2 separate regions of the Macaca mulatta genome follow, and region 1 is linked to region 2. The links are chromatin contacts, called in public Hi-C maps. All regions are on one chromosome and are shown on one strand. Each heading gives the region's core, a stretch centred on a gene start, on an enhancer-like site or on the middle of the called end of the contact. The rest is flanking DNA. Distances are from core to core; before and after follow the strand shown. Region 1 overlaps PILRA (paired immunoglobin like type 2 receptor alpha). Region 2 holds the start of PILRB (paired immunoglobin like type 2 receptor beta).

Region 1 (3,222 bases), core at 273-2,772, 59 kb before region 2:
CAGCCCAATTATTTTACAGATGAGAAAACAGAGTCTCAGAGAAATTATTCTTATGATGCTCCATAGACAGGAGCACAATCAGACATGCGGGGGTGCAAGCAGGAGTGTGGAATCTCTTTCTAGAGTATGAGGAGGCAGCATTCCTACTTCCCCTGGTTCCAGCTGCATTTCCTCCATGGGTCTTTATTGTTCTTCCTCCATGCTGATCTCCCAGGTGCCCTTTTGGTCCCACCTGCTGCATATACCAATTTCCTTCTTGTCCTCTCCCCAACCCTCATTCACCTCTTTCTCTTTATGAGTCTCTTCCTGTCCCTTCATTCCTTCTCTCTTTCAGCAGATGTGCAGTATAATCGCTGTGATATTCCTGAGGAGACCTGGACAGGGCTTGAAAGTGATGTGGCCTATGCCTCCTACATCCCAGGATCCATCATCTGGGCCAAGCAATACGGTTACCCCTGGTAGGGCACTATGACACAGTCAGAGCATCCTTCACAAACTTGAGAGAGGTAGATTCAAGCAGGGATGGAAGCAAATGGAAAACATCTGTAATTGAAATGGTTCTGGCCTTAGAAAGAGCAGGGGGTGAGAGAAAAGATAAAGTACCATGCCTGAAGGCTTTGAAAGAGCATGTTTTCTGGAGGTTTCAGCATGGAGGTGATAGCTCCCTGGAAAAAAGGATCTGATAGTGCTACCCCAGCTGGTAGAAAGAAGAGGGTGGATCTGAGGCATTTAAAAATATTGAGATTGGCCAGGCGCAGTGGCTCACACCTGTAATCCCAGCACTTTGGGAGGCCAAGGCGGGCAGATCACCTGAGCACACAAGTTTGAGACCAGCCTGGCCAACATGGTGAAATCCCGTCCCTACTAAAAAATAGAAAAATTAACCAGATGTGGTGGCGCATGCCTGTAGTCCCAGCTACTCAGGACACTGAGGCAGAAGAATCACTTGAACCCGGGAGGCAGAGGTTGTAGTGAGCCAAGATTGCACCACTGCACTCCAGCCTGGGTGACAGTGAGTCCTCATCTCAAAAATAAATAAAAATATTGAGATTGAGAGATACAAAGTAAAGGGAACAAGGAAAAGTGGAATAGTTTCTTCTTTGGAGATGTCCCTAGTCGAAGATTTTGTTTTTAGGATTATGGGATGGCTCAGAAGGATAAGACCTTCACTAGGTGTATTCTGAACTCCTGTGTGCATTGATGGAAGTCACTTCCTCATCTGAGTCATTGAGTAGTGACCACTAGAGGGGGCTGATGGCAGAGGAATCTATTTTTTAGATCCTTTTTTTTCAAAGTGTACTGCTGACTGAGCGCAGTGACTCGCACTTGTAATTCCAGCACTTTGGGAGGTTGAGGTGGGAGGATTGCTTGAGCCCAGGAGTTTGAGATCAGTCCTGGCTATATAGTGAGACCCCATCTCTGCAAAAAATAAAATAAACAGCTGGGTGTGGTGGCATTTGCCTGTAGTCCCAGCTACTCAGGAGGCTGAGGTGGGAGGATCACTTGTGCCTGGGAGATTGAAGCTGCAGTGAGCCATGGTTGTAACACTGCACTCCAGCCTGGGTGACAGAGTGAAACCTTGTCTCAGAAAAAAAAATCATACTGCTCTTTTCTGTGCATGTACATTGATGAGGTTGTGTTCTGTTCATCTAACCCCTTCTCTTCTGTCCCCTGCACCCAACTATCTTCTCCAGGTGGCCAGGCATGATAGAATCTGATCCTGACTTAGGAGAATATTTTCTTTTTACTTCCCATCTTGATTCCCTGCCGGTGAGTTTCCTGGTTCAGGGTAAGAAGGAGCTCAGGCCAAAGTAATGAACAAATCCATCCTCACAGATGTACAGATAAGAGACATGGACATAACTAGGAGACACAAGTGAAAACAGATACTTAACTAGGAGGACAAACACAGAGATAAGTGCTCACACATATAATAGAAACAAACTTGTATCTAATTAAATATTTATCCACTGTCAGGGCATTAGTGGTTTTGATAAATATGCTTTGGCTAGGATTCCTGAGGTTAGAGTGGAAGAACAATCGGAACGAGGATAGGGTAGATGAGTCAGGCTTCAAGGGGGCATGTGAGGCCCAGCACCTCCTTCTGGCTAGAGGAGAAAAGCAGGGAGCAGGACAGGAGTCCATAACAGGACCATCTTTTATTTCAGTCTAAGTACCACGTGACATTTTTTGGAGAAACAGTTTCTCGTGCATGGATCCCAGTCAACATGCTAAAGAACTTCCAGGAGCTGTCCCTGGAGCTATCAGGCATGGTGAGCACATCTTGGGGTTCTGTTGTGATACAGAGGAAATGAAATCTTCCTTTTATTAAACCTGATTTTCTCCCAGGCTAAGCCATGTCGGGAGAAAGTTCTGTGTCTGACCAGGTGTGCCAAGGGTGAGGTAATTCATGAAGGACTCTTCTTGCTCCTAGGACTGCAGCAGGGCAATTATTTTTTTCAGTCCCCTTCCCTGCCTGCAGATGGGGGGCCATTCTGAAGGTGAGGTTTTTCTACAGTTTAGCCAAAGCAGGTGTGGCAGAAATGAAGGCACAAATTAACTCAGGATTTCTCAGTCTCAGCACTATTGGCATTTTGGGGGAGATAATGTTTGGTTGTAGAGGGCTGTCCTTGTATCATGGGATGTTTAGCAGCATCCCTAGGCTCCAGCGGCATCTAACCAGCAGCAGCTCCCACCTCCACCCTCTGCCCCCTGCCTGTGGTTGTGACAACCAAAAAATTATCTCCAGCCATTGCCAGGTGGATTCTGGAGGGCACAGTCTACCCGGTTGAGAACCACTGGATTAGCACAATAACATTTCCTCCCTGTAGTCACTTTGGGTTTGACCAGCCTTGCAAATGAGCAGAGACTTAGTGGCCCAGGGGCTTTAGAAAATCAAGCAATGAGTATTAAATCAAACAGCTGAATCTAAAGAAACTTGTCAGAAGCTTCAAAGTGAAATCACCTGGGCTCCTATAATCCTCTCTTCAAATTTCCATGGGATTCACTTTGGAGAGGACACCAAAATGTTGGTTGAAAATATTGCTAGGGCCAGGTGTGGTGGCCCACACCTGTAATCCCAGCACTTTGGGAGGCCGAGGTGGGCAGATCGCCTGAGCTCAGGAGTTTGAGACCACCCGGGCAACATGGTGAAACCCTGTCTCTACTAAAATACAAAAAATTTGCTGGGCATGGTGCTGTGTGCCTGTAGTCCCAGCAGGA
Region 2 (3,197 bases), core at 63-2,562:
AGAGATACCCAGCTTTCTGGAGATCCCCTTTAGGTTTCCCCTGAGACCTTACAAGCCCCACTGTTCACACCCACCCTGGGTCCAGGGTGCTTTTGCTCTCTCCCTTCCCTCCCTGTCATCTTCCTCCCGGCACTGCCTTCCTCACGCTCCTTGGGGACCTCTGCAGCAACCCTTCGTCTCTTCCTTGAGCCCCCAGTCTTGGAGGAACTGCTGAGCTGCCTAGGCCAGTGCTGAGGGTTTCTGGGAGGAGGAGGATGACCACCAGCTGAGGAAGGCAGGCCTGACCACCTGCAACCACCCTCTTTCCAGCATAGTACAGAGCTGGGAACTGGATGGGGCTGGGTCCTGGCAAGGCCACATCAGGGCCTGCCTGGGGCAGTGCGCTGGGCTGCGGAGGGTGGTGAGGGTGGATGCAGCCTCTGGGCAGGCCGTCCCTGAGCTGGACGTAGGGCATGGTTCCTGATTGGCAGCTGGCACTTCCTGCGATGTCCCCCATGCAGTCCCAGGGAGGGGCTGAGGGGCGGGTGCCCTTCCTCCCCAGGGGTGCTCACCCCTGCTCAGGCAGCAGCCTCAGCCTGGCTCTGGAACGACACAGCCCCGCCACCTAGGGCCTGCTACGTTCCTGGGGAGTCTCGAAGCCCAGAGCCCTCTCTCTCACGCTGTCTCGTGTGGCAAAAGCCCCATCAGGCCCAGGCTGTGGGGCCCACAAGCAGAAGGGCCGGCTCTGGATGGAACATTTTGTGGGGAGGCCCCCACGTCTGTGAAGGCCTCTGCCTGCCCGGAGAGGAGGTGGGGGAAGTGACTGAGGGAAGATTTCAGGCGAATCCCCCTACTCTCCACCCCCTGCCTGACACCCGCTATGGAAGGAGGGCATCAGGACCGCAGACCAGGCCACAGCAGGGAGCCCGGCAGAAGGATGCCAGGTCAAACCACAGGGACTTCTCTCAGGCTGAAGCCCCAGGAACCCTTGCAGCTGTCCTAGGACATGGTGGGATTGGAGCAGAAACCATCCTGCTGGGATCCCCCAGTTCTATCTAGGCAGCTAGAAGTGTCCCTCAGGAAGCTCCCCCAACCCCCCGCCACCCCAAGAAGCCAGGACAGATCTCTAAGATTGGGACACTGCCCTCTCCCTGGGCCAACTCCAACCCTGCAAGGAGGCCCCAACCCACTCTGGTTCTCACCTGGCTTCTTCCTCCAGGGGTGGAGACTGCCTCCCCAGTCTCTTCACCCCCAAAGAAGCAGCACAGTCAAGGCCCAAGTCAGAGAAACTGTGTTGCTGACTTCGTCACGGCAGGAAACGACTGGAATGGGGTTCTGTCACGCACACACTCACACCTGTGCCCACACACCCCCACGCATGCACACACACAGACCACATCCGCAGCAGGTGGGCCTGGCCAAGTACCCGTGGTACACTTATTGGAGGCCCAAGAATAAAGTAAGGGGGTGGCGCCCAGGAGGCCAGGGAAGGGGAAAGTCCAGTGGCCTCATGGTCTCTCTCATCGAACTCCGAAGCGTCCTTCCACGGCCCTGGGACCCCGACAGTCAGGGAAAAGAGTGAGGCCGGGACCGGTGTGGGGAGGCCTCTCCCATGCCTGAGTGTAGAGTCCGTTCTCAACAGAGACAAAGCTGCCACGTGCAAGGATGGGTGTGGAGGCCGAGGCGGCAGGGCCCTGGGGCTGGTGTGCGGCGTGGGTGGGGAGCGATGCCCACCCGTTGGGGTGAGCCGTGTCCAAAGTAGCTGGGCAGAAGCTGGTGTTGATAGTGGCATAAGGGTCGTGGAGAGCAGCCTGGGAGGCCTGGCTGGGCGCCTGCACGGGGGAAGGAGGGTCAAGTGAGTCTGTACAGCTTGGGTCCAGCCCTGGCCCCCCTTCCCCTGCCACCTCGTCCCCAAAGCAGCCCTCCTCCTCACCCATGCTTGTGCTGTCAGTGCCTGGGAGTTGGTGTGGGATGGCTGTAGCCTAGGGGTAGGGCTGGGAGAGAGCGAGGATGGTCAGAGCTCTGCAGGGCATGTGGCCAGCCCAGTGTCAGGGGGATGTGAACAGGGCCCAGGTCTCACCGGTGCTTCTGTCGGCGCAGCAGGTGAAGGAGGTATCCACAGCCAAAGAGGAGGACTCCTGAGAGCCCCAAGATCCCGGCCAGATCTGCCCGCAGAATGGGGACAGGAGTTGGCGGGGCAGAGAGCCCTGGGCACAGAGACAAGAATCAGATCGGTGGCCAGTGTCCAAGCCCCTCCCTGCCCTCCTGGGCTCCTCGCCCTGGCCCCACCTGGGTCTGAGCTGGGCGGGAGGCTCCCACAGGACTCCCAGGAGCCTTCAGGGAAGGATGCAAACTTGCAGCAGAAGGTGGTGTTGGCGAAGGGGCTGCTGGCCCCAGAGTCTTCCAGGGCGAGAGAGATGCTGCTCTGGGTTTCCCAGCGGGCCTGGCGAGCAGGGGCCCATTGCCGGGTGCCAAGTTCTGGGTGCAACACAGCCAGCTTGGTCCCCCCAGCACCATCGGGGCCTCCCCAGCTCACAGTCACCAGGGAGATGGAGCCAGGCCCCAGGAACCCACAATGGATAGTGAAGGACGAGAGCTCAGTGGCCTCCATCTGAACTTGCACCCACACCTCCGGGGTCCCTGTGGAACAGCAGCAAGGTTGGTGGGCTGTTGTCCTACATCGCCCTCCCTGCAGCCCCTGCCCCTCTCTGGTGCTGGCACTCACCCGCAGTGACACACAGGGTCAGCAGCACCCAGGGCAGGGCCAGGGTCCGGCGCCCCATGGCCCCCTCCAGTCCGGGTTCTGGGGACTGCAGGGCCAGCACCTGTGCCTCTGTTCTCATCGCAGGAAGTCTTCATGTTGTCAGCAGCCAAACAGCCACTTCCTTCTCCCCTCTCACACCTTCCCCAGAGGTGGTGAACACAAGGTGGCTGATTCCCTTCTTAAAGTGACAGTGAGGGCCCGCTCAGTCCCCAAGGCTGTGCTTCCGGGTAACAAGGCAGGGTGGCACAGGTGGGTGAGAACCCAGCCCTGGCTAGGCCTGGGGAGGCCAGGGGAGGGGCGGAGTAGCTGCCAGGGTCTGGAAGGACTCCCCCTTCCCTGGACAGCAAGGGATGCCGGGCTTCCCTAGGAAAGGGCTCTGTCCTACCCCTTACCCAGCTAAGGAATCTGGGAGGAGAAAGTCCCTGGGAGCGGGAAGCCAGCGAGGAGGACCTGA

The links. Hi-C and Micro-C count contacts between places; a contact is called where the count stands out from the background.
Region 1: a Hi-C map of CD4 T cells shows a contact between it and region 2, with 5 times the contacts expected there. The contact joins the enhancer-like site here to the promoter of PILRB in region 2. A contact is called at or near these places in 4 of 14 Hi-C or Micro-C datasets (CD4 T cells, blood, cortical neurons and 1 more).

Annotation. Positions count from the first base shown.
Region 1 is chr3:47,604,446-47,607,667 of T2T-MMU8v2.0, reverse strand. All of the region lies in intron 5 of PILRA (paired immunoglobin like type 2 receptor alpha), which reads right to left. It overlaps ZCWPW1 (zinc finger CW-type and PWWP domain containing 1), which reads left to right. Exons shown (of 17, transcript XM_077996331.1): 10 at 338-458; 11 at 1,695-1,770; 12 at 2,169-2,273. Among named protein-coding and RNA genes, the nearest start is that of ZCWPW1, 21 kb to the left of the region's middle. Within about 2 kb of position 1,522, at least 2 of the 40 cell types and tissues checked have an H3K27ac peak or open chromatin away from gene starts, as enhancers often do. A contact at or near this core is called in CD4 T cells, where this site is marked.
Region 2 is chr3:47,545,632-47,548,828 of T2T-MMU8v2.0, reverse strand. PILRB (paired immunoglobin like type 2 receptor beta) reads right to left here and starts at 1,312. Exons shown (of 6, transcript XM_077996374.1): 1 at 1,182-1,312. PVRIG (PVR related immunoglobulin domain containing) reads right to left here. Exons shown (of 5, transcript XM_028845576.2): 2 at 2,705-2,921; 3 at 2,269-2,619; 4 at 2,060-2,186; 5 at 1,255-1,811. The coding sequence starts at 2,822. The coding sequence ends at 1,286. LOC144339726 (a long non-coding RNA gene) reads left to right here and starts at 1,464. Exons shown (of 3, transcript XR_013415083.1): 1 at 1,464-2,637; 2 at 2,828-2,992.